Linked DNA regions of Mus musculus: all the other regions are linked to region 1. A link is a contact called in public Micro-C and promoter capture Hi-C data. All regions are on one chromosome and are shown on one strand. The core of a region is the stretch at or near the end of the contact, and the rest is flanking DNA. Distances in the headings are between cores, read along the strand shown. Region 1 holds the start of Nkx2-2os (NK2 homeobox 2, opposite strand). Region 2 holds the start of Napb (N-ethylmaleimide sensitive fusion protein attachment protein beta). Region 3 holds the start of Crnkl1 (crooked neck pre-mRNA splicing factor 1). Region 4 overlaps Cfap61 (cilia and flagella associated protein 61).

What was found. Promoter capture Hi-C pulls out the DNA fragments that hold promoters and counts their contacts. A called contact is a pair of places that touch in the nucleus more often than the background predicts.
Region 2: a contact with region 1 is called in a promoter capture Hi-C map of neural stem cells. The contact joins the promoter of Napb here to the promoter of Nkx2-2os in region 1. A contact is called at or near these places in 2 of 39 promoter capture datasets (liver and neural stem cells).
Region 3: a promoter capture Hi-C map of liver shows a contact between it and region 1, with 6 times the contacts expected there. The contact joins the promoter of Crnkl1 here to the promoter of Nkx2-2os in region 1. A contact is called at or near these places in 12 of 39 promoter capture datasets (the 3T3-L1 cell line, the C10 cell line, the HPC-7 cell line and 7 more), 2 of 484 Hi-C or Micro-C datasets (the P5424 cell line and embryonic stem cells), 1 of 115 datasets of contacts at active chromatin or transcription factors (stem cell-derived neural progenitor cells) and 1 of 9 other capture datasets (embryonic stem cells).
Region 4: a contact with region 1 is called in a Micro-C map of embryonic stem cells, with 3 times the contacts expected there. The contact joins the enhancer-like site here to the promoter of Nkx2-2os in region 1. A contact is called at or near these places in 3 of 39 promoter capture datasets (hippocampal neurons, liver and stem cell-derived epiblast-like cells), 1 of 484 Hi-C or Micro-C datasets (embryonic stem cells), 1 of 115 datasets of contacts at active chromatin or transcription factors (astrocytes) and 2 of 9 other capture datasets (embryonic stem cells and liver).

The regions. Positions count from the first base shown.
Region 1 is chr2:147,182,533-147,185,498 of GRCm38.p6, forward strand. Nkx2-2os (NK2 homeobox 2, opposite strand) reads left to right here and starts at 1,551. Exons shown (of 6, transcript NR_030769.3): 1 at 1,551-1,828. It overlaps Nkx2-2 (NK2 homeobox 2), which reads right to left. Exons shown (of 2, transcript NM_010919.2): 2 at 620-2,025. The coding sequence ends at 1,463.
Region 2 is chr2:148,730,971-148,733,936 of GRCm38.p6, forward strand. Napb (N-ethylmaleimide sensitive fusion protein attachment protein beta) reads right to left here and starts at 1,450. Exons shown (of 11, transcript NM_019632.3): 1 at 1,296-1,450. The coding sequence starts at 1,393.
Region 3 is chr2:145,933,295-145,936,260 of GRCm38.p6, forward strand. Crnkl1 (crooked neck pre-mRNA splicing factor 1) reads right to left here and starts at 1,406. Exons shown (of 14, transcript NM_025820.3): 1 at 1,260-1,406. The coding sequence starts at 1,310. Cfap61 (cilia and flagella associated protein 61) reads left to right here and starts at 1,490. Exons shown (of 27, transcript NM_001369121.1): 1 at 1,490-1,546.
Region 4 is chr2:146,061,306-146,064,271 of GRCm38.p6, forward strand. All of the region lies in intron 17 of Cfap61 (cilia and flagella associated protein 61), which reads left to right. Among named protein-coding and RNA genes, the nearest start is that of Gm34629, 37 kb to the right of the region's middle. Within about 2 kb of position 1,421, at least 79 of the 459 cell types and tissues checked have an H3K27ac peak or open chromatin away from gene starts, as enhancers often do. A contact at or near this core is called in astrocytes and embryonic stem cells, where this site is marked.

The DNA.
Region 1 (2,966 bases), core at 301-2,800:
ACTAGGCCTCAACTTGGTACGCAGATATTGAGAAAGTGGTGCAAAGAGAAAGCCATCAGACTCAATCTCAGACCCCCCCCCCCCGTCCCCTTAGCCAGAGGTAAATTAAACTTAACAAAGTGATAGCCATCAAGTGTAGTGGTTTCAACAGCTTTTCAGGCTGAAGGAGCCACTCAGAGATTTGGGCGAGTGAGGGGGGCTTGCTTTCCTTGTTTGGCGCTACCCAAAGTCACTTTCCCTCCCCCTGTTGGGGATTCAGAGAGTGCACAGAAGCCGGAGAGCGCCAGGCCAACAAGGACTTTGGACCACTGGCTAGCAGGCTGAAGGCCAAGCTGCTCTGGTCCTGCGCGGAATCGTTTGGGTCAGCCCGCCTGAGGCCTATCCCGTGCACTCCTCCACTGTCTGGATAACCCCGCGGCCACTGCGCTGCGAGAGGAAACGCCAGAACTAGCCCAGAATACAGCCCTAGGCTCCAGATTTGAGGTTGACGCCCCTTCCAACTCGGCCCGGGAGGGAAAGTAACAAACTCAAGAACTGGGCTTGGTTTTGTGTTTGTTTGTTTTTTTAAACACAGGATTTTTATTAAAATTCTTATTTAAAAAAATCGAAAGCTTTCAGCGCCCGGCGCTCTTGGGGAAACCACGTGAAACTGCTGAGTTCCAAGCTCCGATGCTCAGGAGACGAAAAAGGGGGCCCGGGGGTGAGTTCCCTACACATATTTTCCTTTTTCATAGTTGAAAAATGTTTGCACTGAACAAATTAAAAATAAAAATAAAAATAAAAATAAAAACCCGCTGCAACTCAAACATAACCCACCGAAAACAAACGACAAAGAGAGGCAGGCCCGGTGGGGATACAGGCCCATCCAGAACGTCATTTGGCAACGATCACTAGCGATATTTACAACGAAGAGCGAAATTTGCCACCAGTTGTCAGAACGTGTACATGGCCATAAATATTTAGCATTTTCTTATAAAAAAAGAAATCCTCTATATTTTAAAGTGTTCTCCACTTGCTTTTAGAAGGCTGACAATATCGCTACTCACACAAACATAGTTTACAAAATTCACGAAAGCAGTGCGGGGGTGGGGTGGGGTGGGGGCCGGTTGGTCCTTTCTCTTTTCAAGTGACAACGTTAACGTTGGGATGGTTTGGTCCCCTCAGGGAGAGAGAGGCAAAGAAGCAAAGCTGCACAAACATTCTGTAAACACGGCTTAGAGTTCTATCCTCTCCAAAAGTTCAAAGGGGAGAGCGATGGGGCAGAGTCAATGGAATCTGCCACTCGGGGAGGCACAGGCAACCTCCCTGTGCCTCCTCAACTGAGTCGAAAGTCAGACTCGACTCTATAATAATAATTATAATAATAATAATAACAACCGTGGTAAGGATCGAGTCCTCCTCGCCACCGGCGCCGCTGGGGTGGGGCCAGGGCCTAAGGCCTCCAGTCTTGGAGGGGCGGCGCTCACCAAGTCCACTGCTGGGCCTGGACCAGGGGGTGTGCTGTCGGGTACTGGGGGGTGCTGGCCGAGCTGTACTGGGCGTTGTACTGCATGTGCTGCAGCGACTGCGCGCTGTAGGCGGAAAAGGGGATGCCTGCCTGGAAGGTGGCGGCTGCCAGGTCCTGGGCTTTGAGCGCGTGGCACGGTTTGCCGTCCCTGACCAAGACCGGCACTGCCACACGGCGCGGCGAGGGCAGAGGCGTCACCTCCATACCTTTCTCCGCCCGGGCACGTTTCATCTTGTAGCGATGGTTCTGGAACCAGATCTTGACCTGTGTCGGCGTGAGACGGATGAGGCTGGCCAGGTGCTCGCGCTCGGGCGCCGACAGGTACCGCTGCTGCCGGAAGCGCCGCTCCAGCTCGTAGGTCTGCGCTTTGGAGAAGAGCACTCGGCGCTTCCGCTTCTTGCCTGCGTCCCCCCCGCCGCCCTGGGTCTCCTTGTCATTGTCCGGTGACTCGTCAGCCGAGGGCTCTGGGGATTTGGAGCTCGAGTCTTGGGGGGGAGCGCTGGCCGCCAGCCCGTGCACTGGGTGGGGGGGGGGGGGGGAAGAGAAGCGCATCAGGCGGCTGGAGGCCAAGTGCCACCTGGGTCACCCGGAGTCCCAGGGCTCTTCCGTGGGCCCTTGGCCCACTGGACCAGCCCAGACCCGCTGCCTTTGCAGCAATCCCCGCCCGAGTAAGCCGTCGGGGTCTGCTAGGGTTCAGAGGAGAGTCTGCGCAGCGGGGGCTCTGAGGCATAAGTTTCTAGGGGTTCCCACTATTCAGGAGAATTTAGTGCGAAGCGCAGAGTGTGGACGGTCATTGAGGGTTAAGGGCTCTGGACCCCTTAAACAGTTTCCTCTTTGGAGAGACGTGGGCAGATTTTTAAAAGGAAAACCTCACAATCCCAGCATTGATGGGCTTGGCGGGGTAAACCAGGTTTGGGGGGCTTTCGCTTTTGCTTTCGGACTTTCTGGATGGACACCCACACCCGCCGCTGCACGCACCACATAGTTTTTCTCTTTCTTTCTTTCTTTCTTTCTTTCTTTCTTTCTTTCTTTCTTTCTTTCTTTCTTTCTTTCTTTCTTTCTTTCTTTCTTTCTTCCTTCCTTCCTTCCTTTCTTTCTTCCTTCCTTTCTTTCTTTCTTTCTTTCTTTCTTTCCTTCTTTCTTTCTTTCTTTCTTTCTTTCTTTCTTTCTTTCTTTCTTTCTTTCTTTCTTCTTTCTTTCTTTCTTTCTTTCTTTTTTCTTTCTCTCTCTCTCTCTCTCTCTCTCTCTCTCTCTCTCTCTCTCTCTCTCTCTCTCTCTTTCTTTCTTTTTTTTTTACAATCATGCAGGGGCAGGGATGAGCTATTATACCCCAAGCCTCCTCCACCCTCTACTGCTAGCCGGACCCTGACCAGGGATCCCTGCTCCAGAGAGCAAAGCCAAGTCCTCTGGGCCATCTGAGTCCAGGGTACTCCGGCCAGAGCCATAAGTCCGGTTGACA
Region 2 (2,966 bases), core at 200-2,699, 1.5 Mb after region 1:
TACACCTACACTTCCAAGCTTCATATTACATGAGAAATTTAAGAACTAGCAGAGACAAATGCCCTTAGGGGTCTCCAAGCATGGTCTCCTTCTCTATCTTGGCAGACCATGGTACCATAAACTGTATCAATGTGACTCTAAGCATTTCCTGGAGATGCAAACATAATGGGGCTCAATTAAACTATTATATAATAATTAATGTAATTAGTAGTCAGATGAATGAAGTAAAAATAAAAGTCAAAGTTCACTGGGTACATTTTCAGCACTTAAGTGTCTATACTGAATTTTTACAGAAACTGCGTCTCACAATGCAGCAGTTTAGTATGTACCTCTAGTCCCTCTCGATAATTAAAATCTGTTCTTGGTACAGATCTTTCACTTTCAAATGGGAGAAAAAAAAGAAGAGGCACACGTAATTTCTACCGCTGTCATAAACAGCTGAATCATTCGCATAATCAACAGCCCAGAATTCTTCCACAAGCTCTCAGGGCAGGTTTTGCTTTTTGAAAGCTCAGAATGTAAACCAAACCCTTCCCTACCAAGATATGTAAGAATTAACAAAATCACGGGATTCCCAAAGGATACTCTGACTTTAAAAAGGAGCAATGTTACATACAGTTCATCAAACGGGAAGCCTGAACTACGGATACAAGTCACTCTGGCAAATGAAAAACACACCAAGGAGGATATGATTTCAAGGCCCTTGAGCCAAGGCCAGCGGGCAAGTGCCCGGGATACAGGGGCGCAGACTTCGCGCTCCCCACGAGCCACCAGCTGCTGCCAAACTCCAGGTTGAATTCCAGAACCTCACAGTCCTGGCTCCCCCGGGGGATTTACGGGCCCAACCAGGGGAAATGAATAAATCTGGTCCACCAGGAGGGGTGGCATCCTTGAAGAGGCAGCTTGGCGCGGACCCTGGAGCTAGCACCGGACCGTTGGCGACGCATGGGACTTGGGGGACCACAGAGATCTCCGAGGACGCGTAGGTGTTCTGGGTTGTTTAAGGGTGCCTGGGGATTGTGAGCTAGAGGTTCTCCGGGTGTGGGTGAGGGGTGTCCAAGGCCTGAGGATCCCCAAAAGGTTCTGGGGCTTGCAGTGTGTGCTGACTGGAGAGACACCCCAGACACGGCCCAAGGGATGCGATGAGGCCCTGGATGCTACGGGACCCAAAACAGAGCGTGGGCCACTGGGAATCCCGTAACCCTAAGCAGTTGCGCGGGGTACTCTGCGGTGGCAGCCGGCTGGGCAGGGGATCGGGCACCAAGACCCCTAAGGGCAAGACCTCTGGCGCTCACCCGAACAACCCTCGGAGGAAAGAGTGGGAAGCCTTCACTCGCTTCTCGGCCTCCGCCATAAGCTGGACCGCTTCTCGCTCCTTCCCTGCGTTGTCCATGTCACCCGCTGCAGCCAAAGCCTCCTCTGCTGACTAGCTAGGCTCCCGGGACGACTTAGCCCTCCCTCCAGCAGGTGCGGACACGCAGGCGCGGCACGCGTGGCCTTTCGGGATCTGTAGTCCTACATTCCACCTTAATGCCAGTTTGTCAGAGACCACAACTACAGTTCCCAGCAGGCTGCTGGGCAGGGCCGGGCGTTCTCCCGGACTCCCTGGAGGAGGGGGAAGGGGCGTGGCCTTCTGGAGGGGTCTTGGGCCTTGGACCCTTGGAGGTAGACTTCAAGGTTGAGAGAGAGAAAGAAAGAGAGAGAGAGACAGAGATAGAGACAGAGACAGACAGAGAGAGGGAGACAGAGAGACACTCTACAAGCAATACTGCAAAATTTAATCTAATGCAGCAGTTCAGCTCAATTTAGTCAACCATGTGGTGCCCCACCTCCCAACTCTGCCAGAAAAGCAGCAACAGCTGGCCTAAAGAGCTATTTTTAATTTCTGACAGCAAGACATTAAAAATGCATCATCATCCCCAATATAAATTCAGAGTTGATTTTAAGCGTCCCCAAACTACAACTTTCCATTTGGTCCTCTTGTTTAAAAATGGATTGCATATCTTTCCTGTAGGCACAATCTACTCTTGTTATTGACTGAATTCTATTAAATGGCTATAAGCCAGTGAACTCTCTTATGCTTTACATAATGCTGGCTATAGTGGGTGGATCTTGACAAAATTCCTGTCTGCCAGGAAGACTTCTAATCTACTAAATATCCATAGATAGATGCAATCCTGTGCCAGTGACTTCTAGGCCTGTCCCAGAGGGAGGTGTTTTTTAATACAATGTCTAGACCATTTATGCTTGGCAGTGCTACTTCTTAGGTGGTGCAGCAAATAGAATTACTGCCAAATGAGAGTTTCTGATGATTTAAAACTCTTCATGAATACGCTGTAGGAACTGGCAAGCAGAATTTGTCTAAGAAAATGAAGCCTGTTTTCAGAGAACATAGCAAGAGCGTTTAAACTCCTGGAAACAAGCTACCAAAACTGATGTCACAGTGTGGCATGATCCAACCATAGCAGGATGCTCTCAAGATAGAGGGGAATATCGGCTCTTGGTGCATAGTTTTTTTTACAACTACTATGAGCTTGTTTTTTTGTTGTTGTTTTTTTTTTCACTTTGGAGAACTGATTTGCAAGTTTGGAGCAGGAGGGTAGACGGAGGTAGGAAATTGGAGGTGGCAGTGGATGTTGGATTGAAGAGAGAAAAATTGCAAAAAGTGAACCAACATTGGCATTTGAAAAGGAGTCAGTTGGGGAATTTGGTGGATTGAGTCAACTCCTAAGCATCATGGGCAGCAGCAGTGTGTTGATCAGAGCAATTCCCAACCCTGGCTGAATGGAACAACTCTGCAGGATAGTCAAGAAATATTGATCCCTCTGCCACTAGTCTTTGGTGTCCAGATCTCCACTCTACCCTATTCTGGAGTTAATCATTCTAAATTCTAAAGCTTTGGATGAAAAGGAACCAGAATACATTCTCCCAAAGCACACCTCAAAAACCAGACATTTCACTCATCT
Region 3 (2,966 bases), core at 156-2,655, 1.2 Mb before region 1:
TCCTCTTTATAACCTGCTTAGAGAACTCCTCTACATATTTTAATCCTTCTAGTGGACAAGCTGGTTTTCCATGACATTTTAGGCCAACTGAAACTTGTTTTTACTAAGTCTCCATCATTAGCCTGTAAGCTTTTAGAGCACCTGAAGCTATAGTTCCAACACAGGAGCTTAAAAGTCAAATGTGTTCAAGTGCAGATGGACCCTAAGTTCTAATTGGCCTTTTTACTGCTGTGATCGAACATCACCAACAAAAGCAACCTGCAGAGGAAAGAGCTGACTGATTGGCTTACACAACTGGACCACAGTCTTCATGAATGGAAGACACGGCAGGAAGCTGGAGGCATACCAGCTGTGCTCAGTCTGCTCTCACAGACTACACCAGAGCCCCTGCCCAGGTGTGGCACTGCCCAAGTAGGCGGGGGGGGGGGGGGCGTCCACATCAATTGGTAATCAAGAAAATGCCTCACACACTTGCCAGCAAGCAAGCTTAGGGACGAATTTTCTTAGTCCAGATGCCTCCTCCTAGATAACTTTATCTTGTGTCAAGCTGTCAAAAACTTAGTCAGCATGCATTCCCTGGCTTTTATGACTCAGGATAGGGGTTTGGGAGCGGGGGTAGGGGGGAAGCTACCACATCAGACTTTTACAATAATTACATGTGGAAATAAGAACTTGTCTCAAGACAAAATGGCCAAATCAGACTTCCAGAGAATGACTGTATGTGATGGCTAAGTGCAAGATTTGACACTTATTAAGTATTGATGAAGTATCAACCACAGTTGGAAATATAACAATTTACTATCTAACCTAAATTTTATGCCATTGCCCAGAGCCTATCCTCTGCCATTCTCTTCACTGCCTAACTTTGATGCAGCCTAAGTGTTAACTTCCTTCACAAAGTTTACCCTCAAGTTTACAGGCACCCTTCTGGCTCTTGCCCATGGCATATCTACACTACTTGGATACATCTATCTGGGTTGCCATTTCGCTCTCTCTCCAGTTTTAGTGGAGCACTCTTGCCCGGAGTAAAAGTAGGGGATCCCCAGAGACTAGCAAAGCAAACAGTTTACCGAACCGAACCGATGCTTTGCAACCCTGGAAGGAAGGCTGGGCAGACGCGAGACGAGCTCGGAGTGACAAGACCCTGCGCCACCTCACCGACCACCTGTCTTCTTGGACCGCGGCACAGAGATCGCTGTCTCGAATCTCTGGTGCCCGACACCGCAGATGCTGTTCGGGGGCTCCTCCCGGTCGCCTACCTTGGCCACTTTAGGAATGCGCTGTTTCCCGGCCGCCGTGGAGGCTGCCATGACTGCAGCCGTGGAACTCGAGCGATCCTGGCCGACAACCGGACTTGAGAAAAGCACTTCGAACCGGCCGGCACAACAGAGTCAGCCACAACAAACTAGATACCGGAACCGGAACCGGAACTTGCGAAGACGACCTTTGACCGCCTCACCAGTCAGGGGAAACGCCGCGTCGTTTCCTTAGCAACTGTGTGCGCGTCCTCTGTGGAGACTTGCGGCTTGCTGGAGCTGCGGGTGAGGTGGGTAGGGCGGGCTGCGCCGCAGGGATATAGGGCTCTGGCGGCGAGGGCTCATCCAGGTCTATCTCCGGGATGCGTGCAGCTGTAGGCCGTGGCACCTTTGAGGGGCGTAGAAATCCATTTCAGGTGTAGAAACTCCGGGGAGAAGGGAAAAGCACCGAGGAAACCCTGCAAGCAGCCTGGGCAGCGGTGCATTCTGGGATTTGTAGTCTTTCGAGTTCCCGCCCCCTCGCCTTAGGCTTCCCCGCGATTGGACCAAGTTAATAATCTTGAAATGTGGATTTTTTTAAAAAAAAAATCAGAAGAGGTATTTTTGAAACAAGATGTTAGAGAAAGGTGGAAATTAGTCAGTAGCAAAGCACCTACAGAAACTGATCAAATTTTTAGTCTGTAAATTTTTTTTTTTTTTTTTTTTTTTTTATTTTCCGAGACAGGGTTTCTCTGTATAGCCCTGGCTGTCCTGGAACTCACTCTGTAGACCAGGCTGGCCTCGAACTCAGAAATCCGCCTGCCTCTGCCTCCCAAGTGCTGGGATTAAAGGCGTGCGCCACCACGCCCGGCATGTAAATTTGTATTATCTCAATTCTCTTATCCTTAATATCCTTAGCTATAAAAGGATAAAAGTATCTATTTCCTTAAGATTAAAGAAAAAAATCTGTCTCTGTAAAATACTCGCTAGATGTTAGTACGTATAATATCTGAAGTACATTAAAAACAGTGATTTAGCATATAGTTAAGATAATTTTTTAAAATAAAAATTTTGGAATTGACAGCAAAATTGGGAAGGTGAGCTTTTCCTACTCTTTCCCCACCCTCAAAGGACTTTCTACGATCCATCCCCACCCCGTGTCAGTTACAAGAAACTGTTAGAGTTTACTTTTGTAACAGTCTTGAGATTTAGGACAACGGCAAGATTTTTTGTTTTGTTTTGGAGACAGGGTTTCTCGGTGTAGTCCTGATTCCCTGGTTGTCCGGGAACTCACTCTGTAGACCAGGCTGGCCTGGAACTGTCAACATCCTCAGGGTACCTCCTGTTCATCCTCCCCCTCGAGCCTTTGTCCATCAATACTCCTTTTTATCAAGCATTTTGTTTGTTTGTTTTTTAATTCCTTCTTTGAAAGTTTTGCGTCTTAATCATAGCCATTCCTCCAGCTTTCCCCAGATCTACCCCACTCCCTATTCACCCAACTGTGTGTCTTTTTGTTTTTTAACCTTTGAAGACTAATTCGTATTGCCCAGATATTCTTGGATATGTGGTCTACTGGAGCTTGGTCAACTTACCAGAATGTTATACTCTTAGAGAAAACTCATGCTTTCCAGCAGCTAAAAAATGACCAATTTCTCCACTGCCAGGTGTGGTATTGTGTGCCCATCTCTCCATAAGGGGATTTGGTCTGGCTTGAGTTTGCACAGGTTTTGT
Region 4 (2,966 bases), core at 171-2,670, 1.1 Mb before region 1:
GCCATTTATGGTATTGAGAAAAGGTTTAAACAATTATTTTCTTTTCACAAAACATTTCAGCTACAATGTTTACTATTTAACAAAAGAGCATAAAGCAATTGTTCTTCAAGATGAAATTATTTTTAAAGCGCTATTTACATATACATAGTCATGTTCGACCTAAAAAGTAGAAATTTTGGGGGATCCTTATATTCTGTACTGAAACAAAAACTGTTAACACTTAGACTGAATGGCTCCCATTCAACCCTCAAAAGTGGCATTAATTTTTCAAGTGGTAACTGTTGCTCAAGATGCTATTGTGCCTGCGCGATAAATGTTTAATGATTTGGTAGTACATGCATGGCTTAATATCCATTATTTATTGCACCTTCCTTTGCTCGCCTGGCAAAGGTGACGATTTGAAAGCCCTGGCAGTCACGCAAACACATTTATATGAAACCAATGGCTGATAATAAATTTCCTTACTGTAAATGTCAGTGGGTTTCATGTGTTGCTGACATTACATCTTGTTTGGAAGCTGAAGGCTACACAGTTAGGGGACTCGCCAGATGGTGTCATTAACGGGAATGCTGGGACTGTTTACCACTGACATGCGTGTGAGAAATTAAAAGTACGTGACCTCTCTTTACACCAACCCAAGTGAGATGTTAACGGTGATCGGGTGTTAATTATGGTACACTACTGTCCCTGCCTCCTGCCAGCCACTCCAAAGGATTGTAGGAGATTGGGGGGGGGGGTTGTGTTTGAGCAAAAGCAGGAATTTTCCTGAGGATTCATGTTTGATTTTGTGTTTCTGATGTGAGCCTTCCCGGAAGTCACACCTGCTACCACATAAGCATTAACCCTTGAGAGCCCCAATCCAGCTCCCACCAGGACGGCTAGGCACAGGGAAGCCTTTGTGCTAATTAATTATGGAATATTGTTTTCACTGTTTGGTTTTGTTTTCAAAACTCGGGGTATATCAAACACTTAACTTTGGGGAGAGAGGAGTTTCTACTGGGAACAGGCAATTGGCGGGCCTTAGATAATGTCAGAATCGTCAGGAATTAATTCCAAGAGGAAACAGGTGGGAATTTTTAAAAGCAATTTCTTTCATGCTGGGGGCTCCCTGTTTCATAAGAATTAGCAGTGGACTGAGAGCCTTCTCTTCCCCCGTCAGATGTGAAATATCTGGCCCGCTGAATCAGCCTGGCACCTTCTGTTAAGAAGCCTCTTTCACTTTTGTTCACAAGAGCCACTCCCATTTATTGTATCCTGCCTTCCTTCCCGTTGAGGTTTCTGCTTAGCTGCCCGCCAGCCTCTTTTCATTTCAATTTAAAAAGAAGGTGGATTTGTTTTACTCCTCCCTCCAAGCCCTCCACTTGGACCAAGAAGCAGTTCCATTGATTCTGACCAAATTCCTTTGAACTGCATTTGTAGCCTTCGCACACTCCGTTGGAATGTTCAGAAAAGCCCATTCTTTCAAAACACCCATTGTACATTGCTTGTACAATAGCCCGAGTGAGCCTTTTGGTATGCAGAATTTTAAAGTCGTGTGAAAGAGAATCCAAACCATTGTTCGCACTGGGATGAAAGGAGGCACCCTAATTTCTTGAGACAGAATCAGAGATACAGTTGGATGTCAACAGAAGTACCGAGGCTGATTGAAAAAAAAAAAACGAGCCATGGGCACAGAGGCACACACTAGACCTTAAAAGCAGTCACGTGTGTTAGCCAGTTCACTGGACATGTGTGTGTTGGAACATACCCAGGAGCAAAACTAAAGAAATGGTGAAAGAAAGCAAGATTCAAAGCAAAACAAAACTATACCTAGAAAGAGCACTCACTTGCACAGAAAGTCTCAGAATAAGAGCGTTGTTTTCAAGGGCTGTCATTTTGTAGCAGATGCCCAGGGGCTGAACCCAGCAGTGCAGGGCCACTTGCCCAATGTGCACCAAACAGCTTATTCTCTGCAGGAATAGAGTTTTCATTTCACTCTGGCTTCAGAGATGTGCCAAATAACACTGGCTAATGGGAGGTGATGAGGCACATTCGGTTGGCCCTCAGCCCCCCCTTCCCGCTTCTTCCTTAACTCCTGTTCCTTTTCCTTGTGTTTCCCTCTATGCTTGCTTCCTATATTTCCAAGAGTGCCAGCTCCGCCTTTGGAGAGACCTAGTCTGTGAACTTACATTTAGAGACGGACTGACCTGCGTGTTCTGTTCAGCCTCGCTCTGGCTCCCCCTCACCCCCAGTTAGTTCTCTCCTTTGTCTGCCTGGAGATACTCTGTTGATTTTTGTAAAGCCAGCTCAGCTGTCACTTTCTCTGGGAATCCTTCCCTGACTTTTCCTGCTATCTTGGGCCAGCTGATTCCAGGGCTGTCCAGCTGAGTCCAGAACTGCCTGCGTCCCAGAGCACAGTCCTGCCTACTCTACCGACACACAGTCCCTGGGGCTAAATGAGTTCCTTTAATCCTGTGCCTTTTGAATGCATTCACTCACAGTAGTAGCTTCCCAACACACTGCCCCCTCACATACACTGCATCGCATTTGTTTGCCTGTGTCCTCACCTCTCAAGGCTCATTCATACCTCAGCACTTAGACCAGTGCTCACTCTATGCCGCTGTTGTAGTTAGCTGGTGAGCTAAGCTTTGAGCTAACAGATAAGATCTGTGAAGAGCTTCTCCACATGGCCACATAAGCAGCCCACATTCATATATACTTACCATTTCCACCAACAAGTTAGAGTGGCTTTGTGGCTAGCAATGCTGAAACCAGGCCCCAAATGGAGTTACTTATGTTAAAAGTCCAAATTATCAAACTAAGCCCTAGGCTGCTTGTTTAAAAGTCCCAACTTCTTAAGAAACCAGCTGAGCGATGATAGCTAACTCCCATTAAGATGAGAAAAATTTGCCTTTAACCATATAAGGGTAGTGACTTTGAAGAGAATAATTTCAGGCCCATTCCCAACCGCTTTGGAAACAAGAAAG